Regions from separate parts of the Mus musculus genome. Here all the other regions are linked to region 1. The links are chromatin contacts, called in public HiChIP or PLAC-seq and capture Hi-C maps. All regions are on one chromosome and are shown on one strand. Each heading gives the region's core, a stretch centred on a gene start, on an enhancer-like site or on the middle of the called end of the contact. The rest is flanking DNA. Distances are from core to core; before and after follow the strand shown.

Region 1 (2,874 bases), core at 221-2,720:
CTTAGCAGTGTCACATCAAAACCCAGGCAAACCACAGGAAGGAAGCCTTTGTAGGCCTTGAATATTGTCACTGGCTGACTGCACTTCTGACCAAAGGGCTGAGGAAGCCTGTGTAACCAGCCCTTCAGCTCACCCTCTCGCCCAGGAGCAGGCAGGCTTCCTGCAGTAGTCTCTGTGCTACACTGAGCAGCAGCTAGAGCTGGAGCTGACTAAGCTGACTAAGCCTCCTTAGGCTGCTGCCGTCCCACTGCAGGAGTGAGGCTCTGCCTGGGTTTGAACTTAAACATCATTGCTAGTGAGGCTCACTTGGAGAGGACAACCCTTCTAGTCATTTCAACCAGTAACCGTGTTTATCTGATCTTAAAACCAAAATGGGCTCCTTCCCTGTGGCCTGCCAGATGATCTGTCATTTTGGTGGTAGGTCTGTCAAGCAGACTTTGTACACATTTCCTACAAAGAAAGATGTGTTACAACTCGTGGTTGGGTTTTCTAAAAAGTGAGAATTTGTGTTGTGCTTTCCTGAGTCTTAAGATTGTGCCTGTTAAATTCACAGGAGGAAGAGGGTCCTGTGAGGAAGTCCTCAGAGATACCTTGGTGGGGTCCGGCTAACAGGGGTAGAGCTTTACTCCAGTCACCCTTTTATGTGAGGGACCGCAGCAGGGTATTCCGTATGGTGGTAGTTCTGGAATACCTAGAAGCACAAGGATGATACAGAGCCAAGTCCTACCTGCAGAGGTGGCAAAGGGACAGAAGTGCAGATGGGTGCTGTCTGAGATGTAGGCATGCCTCACGGGCAGTGGTTGGAGGCTTGTAGGAAAGCAAACACCATACTCTACTAGCACTTTAGCACACTCGGTAGGGCAGCATTCACAGAGGCATGCCTGGAGGGGTGAGGTGCACAGGATGCTGGCAGGCACCCACACGTCTGAAGCAATGCTGTAGGTGGGAGCTCCTAAGCAGCTGTCCTGGTTCTGACACAGGTGCAGGTGAAGGGAAGGGAAGATGGGGCTTCCAGAGCAGCTTTCTGACTGCAGCTCCAGTTTTGAGCTGTCCTTGGGAGCTAGACACCTGACTCCTTCCTCTGCAGCAGCCACCACGCCAAGGGCACAGATGAGGTACTTTGATCTGGGTCCTGATAGTGAAAGGTGCTGGCAAGATAAGCAGCTGCTCTTGATCTGACAGGTCTGATGGCTGTCTGTTCTCTAGAGAGAGATCTTCTACCACACTGCCTCCTGAAAGTAGTATCCTGAGTACAATTATAAACTGGTGAGATCTGAAGGAGAAGGCAGCATTGTGGAATGTGGTCTGTCCATTCTCCTACCCCTGACTCCTCAACTGCCAACATTAGAAGAAGTTATAGGTCTCTTCAGTCAGTGGTGAGGCCAAGCAAGCAGCCCCAGAGAGGGCTGGCTCAGCAGGCGAAAACCTGGTCATCCTAGTTGGAGTTCTGGAGCCTGTATTTTTAAAAAGCCAGATGTGGCAAGAGAAACCCTGCCTCAGGCTGGTGAGATGACTCAGCGGGTCAGAGTTGATCCAGGTAGCAGAGGGGAAGCCAACTTCCCCATTCCACAAGCAGCAGTGGTACCCAGTAAATGAAAGTGAGATTGTGTTTTTAAAAAGGCACTGTCTTCACAAAGTGGAAGGCAACGGACCCCAGAGAGCAGTGCACTGGGGTGGACAGGCACACAATTTTTCAAAAGGAGAGGCAAAGACCTCTTAGACTGGGAAGAGTGCCATTTGTATTTCCAAGAGATCTTCATGAACAATAGAAACCACACCCTGTGTCTGTTTGGGGTGGGGCCAGCAGACTGTAAGCCAGATATTCTCAAGAGCTTGAGGTGCTGTCAAAGGCAGAGCATTGTGGGTAATAGAAACTCCCAACAGCTAAATAAGCTGTCACATGGCCATTTTAGTGAGCATTCAGTAAAAGACTCCAGTGTGGCTGAGTGCATCAATAGAAAAGTAGAACATGGCTGCTGCCCTTGGGGCATATGGGGTCTTGAACAGAGCCACTACAAAAACAAAGAGACTACCTGCTGCACAAGGTTGAGTAGCATCTGTGATTCTGGGCCTGTTGCCTCTTGGTTAAAGCTGCTAGTCACATCCTCTACCACTGGGGTCCCAAGCTTCTGCCTAGGCCAACCATATGACCAAGAAAGTCACAAGAGGCCAATGATTCTTTGCCTTCTTGTGCTGCCTTTGAGGTTACCACAGCTGAGCCACCCGGACTGTGGCTGGTTTTTCAGTGTCTGGGGAAGGGAGTAAAGGCCGTTTGTGAGCTGGCTGGGATGGGGGAGCAAACCCTCCACTCACCTTGTGCAGCAGCTCTCTGCTGGAATAGAGCACAGGATATGCCAGCCCAGGGTCCCCGGAGTCTGTGAGTGCACACAGAAAACAAAAGATGGCCACCACAGCTACCTAGGTATCCTCAGGGCAGCTGTGGCCACTTACTTTCTGGTATTTCTTGAGGGCAGCACAACCAGCCCCTACTTTCAGGCTATGGTTTAGGGCAAAGGCTTGAGCTGGGGCCAGCCGCCTGCCTGGTGCTCTGCTTCTGTCTGTGCCTGGTGTGCTTAGTGGCTGCTGGAGTTAGGGAGTGAGGCTGCAGTGCAGGCTGGAGCCTGGGCCAGCACAGGGCAGGGAGGCGGGGCAGAGGAGGAGCTGTGCTTGCCTCCTTCCCCCCACTAGCCAGTGTGTTCATCTATTCCACAGTAGTTTATAAGCTTGGGGAGCAAGCCATATCACCTTGAGTGGGAGAAGCAGGGAATGGGAGGCGTGGGCGGTGGCTGCCAGGCCTAGTGTCTAGCAAGACAGCAACCCTGCTTCACACCCCAGGCCCCTTGCCTGTAAAATCACCTGGCAGAATGTCCTGGA
Region 2 (2,874 bases), core at 245-2,744, 440 kb before region 1:
GTCCCCCACCCCCAACCACCAACACCCCTGGCTCCTTCTCTTCTTTGTTTTTGTTTTGAGAAGAGTCTAATATAGCCCAAGTTTGCCTCAAACTCAACTATGTAGCCAAGGATAACCCTGAATTCCTCATTCTTTGCCTCAATGTCTGAAGTGCAAGGATTACAGGTGTGTTGCACCGTGGCTAACCTCTGCCATTTCTTCTTGCAAGAGTAATCTCAGATGAATCGAATGAGCAGATGAAAATTGCTTACTCCAGGGATGGAGAGATGGCTCTGAGGTTAAGAGCACTGACTGCTCTTCCAGAGGCCCTGAGTTCAATTTCCAACAACCACATGGTGACTCACAACCATCTGTAACAGGATCAGATGCCCTCTTCTGGTGTGTCTGAAAACAGCAACAGTGTACTCACATACATAAAAAAATAAATAAATAAATCTTTAAAAAGAAAGGAAGGAAGGAAGAAAGACAGAAAGAAAGAAAGAAAGAAAGAAAGAAAGAAAGAAAGAAAGAGAGAGAGAGAGAGAGAGAGAGAGAGAAAGAAAGAAAGAAAAAGAAAGGAAGGAAGGAAGGAAGGAAGGAAGGAAGGAAGGGAGAGAGGGAGAGAAGGAAGGAAGGAAGGAAGGGAGGAAGGAAGGAAGGAAGGAAGGGAGGGAAAGAAAATTGCTTACTCTGGTCTTAGGGCAGAAAGTGTATCCTAATCTTTTCTTCCAGGTTTACAGAAAGAAACACATACACAAGCTTAGGAAACACCGACTGGTTCAATTGCATTAAACCAAAAGACAACTGGGATTTCCAGAGATTTGGAAAATGAATTATTATTAAAATATTACAATTACAAAGTATTCACATTATGTTATTAGAGCACTGATTGAGACAGTGAACATCTATGGGATGTGTTTAATCAACCTTCAGCTTATATTTTGAACCCAGAGCTAACTGATTCATCTAGACCAGCTGGCCAGTGGGCTCTATGGATCCTCCTGTCTCCTCCCCAGTCTTGGGAATTCGGGTGTGTGCTGCCCTGCCCAGATTCTTGTGTGGGTCTGGAAATCCCAGCTCAGTCACAGAAAGTGCTTTGCCCACTGAGACATTTCCCAACCTTCCCCCCCTCCCCCGCCCCTTCAATCTCTTGTCTCTTTTTGACATAGAGTTTCTCTGGCTGTTCTGGAACTCACTCTGTAGACCAGGCTGTCCCGGAACTCAGAGGTTCTCCTGCCTCTGCCTCTCAGGTGAGTCACCACCACCCAGCTGAGTTTATCGCTTCCGATCTAAAACTTTCCTTTCCCTCCTCTGCTTTGGCTTCTTTGAAAATGTCTTCCTTCTGTTTTCTTAGCTTATTTCTAGAACGTTTCAATGGGCACTGTTCTGGAGCCCAATTCCTCAATTTATCATTTCTCTCACCTCCACATTTGCATTTCTCTGTAACACAGGCTCCCAGCTTTGTCCTCCCCGGCCACAGGGAGGCGTTTCCTGCGTCATCCTTGCGTCTGTCTCAGAGCCTCTCCTTGGCCCTCAGTGCACGCTCCTGCTTCAGGACTAGCGAGGAGATTCGGGATGGGCGCAGGATTGTAGTGTTCCTTCTGCTGTGCACGTGGTCTTCCTTATCCGAGATTTTGTTTACTTTTTGGTGATGCTGAGGTTTTTATTGTCTCTTTCTAGCTCTCTTGATTTTCTCCGTAGACGTTGGTGTTTTTCTCCTCGGCCTCAGCGCCTGGTTCATGTTTAAGATGAATCACTCAGCTGTGTTAGATGTCTTTAGTCACTCCCAGGCAACAGACAACGTGTCCAAGCCAGATGCTCAGAATCGAAGCTGTTTCTAGGAAACCTTCACAACATATGTTTGTAATGGATGCAGTCAAGCCTTCAGACACAGCTTTATCGGCGAAATAGCATCTACTCAATTGTGACCCTGGATTGAAGGCCCTGTGCTCCTTAGGGAGAGGCACGGTTGACTAGTTCTCCATGAATTCTCAAGCTTCTTAAAACAAGAAAGCAAGCACAGCATAAGAGCAAGACTCCTGGGCTAGAGATGGCTCAGCAGTTAAGAGCCCTGGCTGCTCTTCCAGAGGTCCTGAGTTCAATTCCCAGCAACCACATGGTGGCTCACAACCATCTGATGCCCCCTACTGGTGTGTCTGAAGACAGATACAGTGTACTCATAATATATAAATAAATAAATAAATCTTTTTTTTAAAAAAAGGAAGAATAAGACCCCTTTTCCACCTTAGTCCTTGTTGAAGAACTGTGCACAGGCAGACATACATGCTTGCACCTGCTAAGGAGCCAAGCCTTCCAGAACACACTGAGGTACAAACAACAAGAAGGCCTGGCCTCGGGACCCAGTCCTAGTGCAGGAGTCAGAAGACAGCCTGTTCTCCTTAGGTGGCCCTGGACCCGGATGAGCCACACCTGGATGCAGGATGAGCCACATCTGGATGGATGCAGGATGAGACACATCTGGATGTAGACTTTCTCACATCTGTAGTAGTGACAGATGTGAGAGAGTCTACACTGAGAAGATACTGGACTGTCCCTACTGTGTGCTGTCCATATCCTACTGTGCACTTGCAGCTGTTGCTGGTGACGGGTGTTTAAAGCAGGTCCACACTTCGGACTTGCTGTGGTCCATCTGCTGGATCAAGCCCGTTTCATCTCCCTGAGGGAGCACTTAACTGGGGCAGGAATCTTGGGTGGAGGGGCACTTGAAGGAGGAAGCCATCTCTTTTCAGTGGCCCTAGTAAAGGGCTACAGGCAGGGCTCGTCCTGTGTTTCCTTGCCGGCATAAACTGCTCATTCTGTAAGTTAGCACAGTGCTTGATCCCAGGCAGACACTCTTCCCCCCCAAAACAAAACAAAACAAAACAACAACAACAA
Region 3 (2,874 bases), core at 250-2,749, 370 kb before region 1:
GGACATTCTGAGCAGAGGCTCCAGCTGGGCTCCACCCATGCCCAACCCTGAAAGAATTGTGATACAACAGATACTTAGCTTAGCTGTGCAGTGTGTTGTGATAGAACTGGTGGTGGTCCAGTGTGGATACAGGGGCATGGGATTTCATTCCTCTTAGATAAAGGTCTAAAGGGTGGAATGGTGGCTTGGCATGGTGAGTATACTTTTCCACGTGCTCAGTGACATTCTCACATTCCATCTGGGGGTGTGAAGGTTGCCCTGGTCCATCAGCCTGCATCTCTGATCTTTTTTTTTTTTTTAATAGAATACCTTTTACTTATTTTTCAATAACTACACACATGTAAACAATGTATATTGGTCATATACACCCCTAACCATCCTCTCCATTCTTCCCTCCCCTGGACACTCCAATTCACTACCTCCCACTTTTTCTTCCAACCTCCTCTCTCTGTGTCTGTCTGTCTGTCTCTCTTCTCTCTCTGTCTCCACTGAGGCTAACTGGTGCTGCCCAGTGGAGTGTCCACTGATCCCCTTGGCTTGCTCTTGGTCAATAGCCACAGCTGTAGTGTGTTCATGGGTGTAGTGTCAAGTCCAGAGGACAACCCTCCTCCCATCTTTCCTCCCATCCCTCCTCCCATCCCTCCTCCCATTCCTCCTCCCCATCCTCCAGCTCTTACATTCTTTTTTTATTTTATCTTCTTCAATTTTATTTTATTTTGAGACAGGCTATCACTGTGTAGCCTGCCTGGCCAAGAACTTGCTGTATAGAAGACTGGCCTGAAACAGAGATTTGCCATCACACCAGGCAGCTCCTACACTCTTTGTGCCTCCTCCTACAGCCAGCCATTGGCAGAAAGTCCCATGTAGGGCTAGCCCTCAACACTCGCTTACTCTCAGCACATGGGCAGCTGTGAGTCTCCGCATTAAGTGCTCAGCACAGCACATCGAAGCTGCTTCTGGCCAAGGCAGAGGCAGCACCCATCTAGAGTATAAAACAAGCGTTTAGAAGGCCATGTAGCTTAGTAAAACAACAGCAGGCGGTTCCCCTCCATGGCTTGTGACACCCTGGAGTCTCTGACCGTTGACCAGGCCACAACACCAGGCCTGGGCCCCCTCCTGTGCAGAGGCCTCAGATCCAGCAGAGCAGCTACATTGTTCCCAGGGCTTTTTGACTTTCTTTTCTGATGGCTGGAACTGTATCTCACTGTGGTTTTTAATTTGCATTCACTTGATGACTAATGAGGGATAAACCTGTTTGAACCAGTTGTACAACCTGTTCAGAGTTTTGTTTTGCTTCCAAGAGAATTACGTCTTGTTTGTTGGTTTAATTGTGTGTCCTTGTTACCCTTGTAATTTGAGAAATATAGATGAAAAGGCAGGATTCCTGTCTTGAGGGAAATTCACAGAACAATCAACATGTCAACATAGTATTATATGTGAAATACAAAAGGGGGGTAGAGGACAGGGCGGAAGTGCGATGCTGGCAGGGGAGTCATTCAGAGTCTTCTTTGCTGACTCACGCAGTCGGTTGCACATGCTGCTGAGGAATAAACTAGAAGGGCACAGATTCCATTCTCTTAGGATTCGTTTCTTAAATCATGTGTGCATGTGTGCACACACATGTGCATACTTTCTATGAATGTGTGCACACACATATGCATGCTTTCTGTGAATGTGTGCACACACATGCATGCTTTCTATTCATGTGTGTGTGTGTGTGTGTGTGTGTGTGTGTGTGTGTGTGTGTAGACACAGGCATGCGTTCGTGCAGGGCACTGATCCCTGGAGCCAGAGTTACAGAGTTGAGTTGTAGGCAGTGGCTTCTGCTGCTGACTTGTATACTGTAAGCTAGCAGTCCAGTGAGCTTTTGGGTGATTCTCCAGTCTCTGCCTTCTATCTCACCAAGGAGGCATGCTTGACTTACAGATGTATGCTAACACACCTGGCTTAAATTCCCCCCAATCCCCATATCCCCACTGAGGCAGCGGTTCTCCATGTAGCCCTGGCTGTCCTGGAACTTACTTTGTAGACCAGGCTGACCTGGAACAGAGATCCATCTGCCCCTTCCTCCTGAGTGTTGGGATTAAAGGTGTGCACCACCACGCCTGGCTTGCTTTGGGTGTGTGTGGGGGTGGGAGGGTGGGGGGTGGTAAGGATTGAATTTAGATTCTCACATCGAAGGCTTTAGCCTGCTGAGCTATCTCTTGGCTCCAGATCTTTTGATTTTAAACTTAATGCTTTGTACACTGCCCATGGTTATCCCAAACACACCCTTAACACTACGTCTTCGTTACTCACTGTCTCTCCTGGTGCTTCCTTTCATGTGTGAAGCCGAAGGCCCCTTATTCATTTTTCATAAGCAGAAGTCAGGCATCTCATCTAAAAAGAATGCATTCATTCCACACGTCTGTTTACTTATACACAGATGTGTATTTTCAATTTCTTCCTTTCCGGTTCAGGAAGCTGCTGGTAATAAATTTTCATTAAAGTGGTACAAGATCGGAAAGTGAAATAAGCCCCAGCACATTTTCCTAAGTAATCAACAGAATCCCAAAGTGAGAGCCAATTATAACCCTCAGGATCCGCCCCCGCTCATTCAAATGCAGTTATCACAGGGTAGAGCCCAGTGGGGGGCTGCCCACTTCCCCTCAGCTTTTTTTTCACCCCCTTTCTCCAGCTCCAACATCTGAACAATCAGTCCTTCAGCCTCCCAACCTAAGACTTGAGACTTTGTGTCTTGTGTTGATTAAGAAGATGCCAGTCAGGACGAAGTCAGACATGGATGTGTGATAGAGGCTCAGTGCGTGGCTCACTCAGTATTCACAGTTTTTACTTATCTATTTTATTTATGTTTTTAGTTTAAGAAAATGGTGT

Evidence for each region. HiChIP or PLAC-seq counts read pairs in DNA pulled down with a chosen protein or histone mark. Capture Hi-C pulls out chosen DNA fragments and counts their contacts.
Region 2: an H3K27ac HiChIP or PLAC-seq map of trophoblast stem cells shows a contact between it and region 1, with 4 times the contacts expected there. The contact joins two enhancer-like sites. A contact is called at or near these places in 1 of 484 Hi-C or Micro-C datasets (group 2 innate lymphoid cells), 4 of 115 datasets of contacts at active chromatin or transcription factors (embryonic stem cells, extraembryonic endoderm stem cells and trophoblast stem cells) and 2 of 9 other capture datasets (embryonic stem cells and liver).
Region 3: a contact with region 1 is called in a capture Hi-C map of embryonic stem cells, with 4 times the contacts expected there. The contact joins two enhancer-like sites. A contact is called at or near these places in 1 of 39 promoter capture datasets (hippocampal neurons), 1 of 15 datasets of contacts at CTCF or cohesin (stem cell-derived epiblast-like cells), 17 of 484 Hi-C or Micro-C datasets (the G1E-ER4 cell line, the NIH/3T3 cell line, bone marrow-derived macrophages and 13 more), 15 of 115 datasets of contacts at active chromatin or transcription factors (VIP interneurons, astrocytes, cardiomyocytes and 11 more) and 3 of 9 other capture datasets (adipose tissue, embryonic stem cells and liver).

What each region holds. Positions count from the first base shown.
Region 1 is chr9:120,960,656-120,963,529 of GRCm38.p6, forward strand. No RefSeq gene overlaps it. Among named protein-coding and RNA genes, the nearest start is that of Mir7090, 7.0 kb to the left of the region's middle. Within about 2 kb of position 1,471, at least 97 of the 459 cell types and tissues checked have an H3K27ac peak or open chromatin away from gene starts, as enhancers often do. A contact at or near this core is called in colorectal tumor organoids, embryonic stem cells and trophoblast stem cells, where this site is marked.
Region 2 is chr9:120,518,122-120,520,995 of GRCm38.p6, forward strand. It overlaps the pseudogene Gm7229. Among named protein-coding and RNA genes, the nearest start is that of Entpd3, 20 kb to the right of the region's middle. Within about 2 kb of position 1,495, at least 39 of the 459 cell types and tissues checked have an H3K27ac peak or open chromatin away from gene starts, as enhancers often do. A contact at or near this core is called in trophoblast stem cells, where this site is marked.
Region 3 is chr9:120,592,407-120,595,280 of GRCm38.p6, forward strand. No RefSeq gene overlaps it. Among named protein-coding and RNA genes, the nearest start is that of Gm34323, 8.0 kb to the right of the region's middle. Within about 2 kb of position 1,500, at least 53 of the 459 cell types and tissues checked have an H3K27ac peak or open chromatin away from gene starts, as enhancers often do. A contact at or near this core is called in colorectal tumor organoids, embryonic stem cells and trophoblast stem cells, where this site is marked.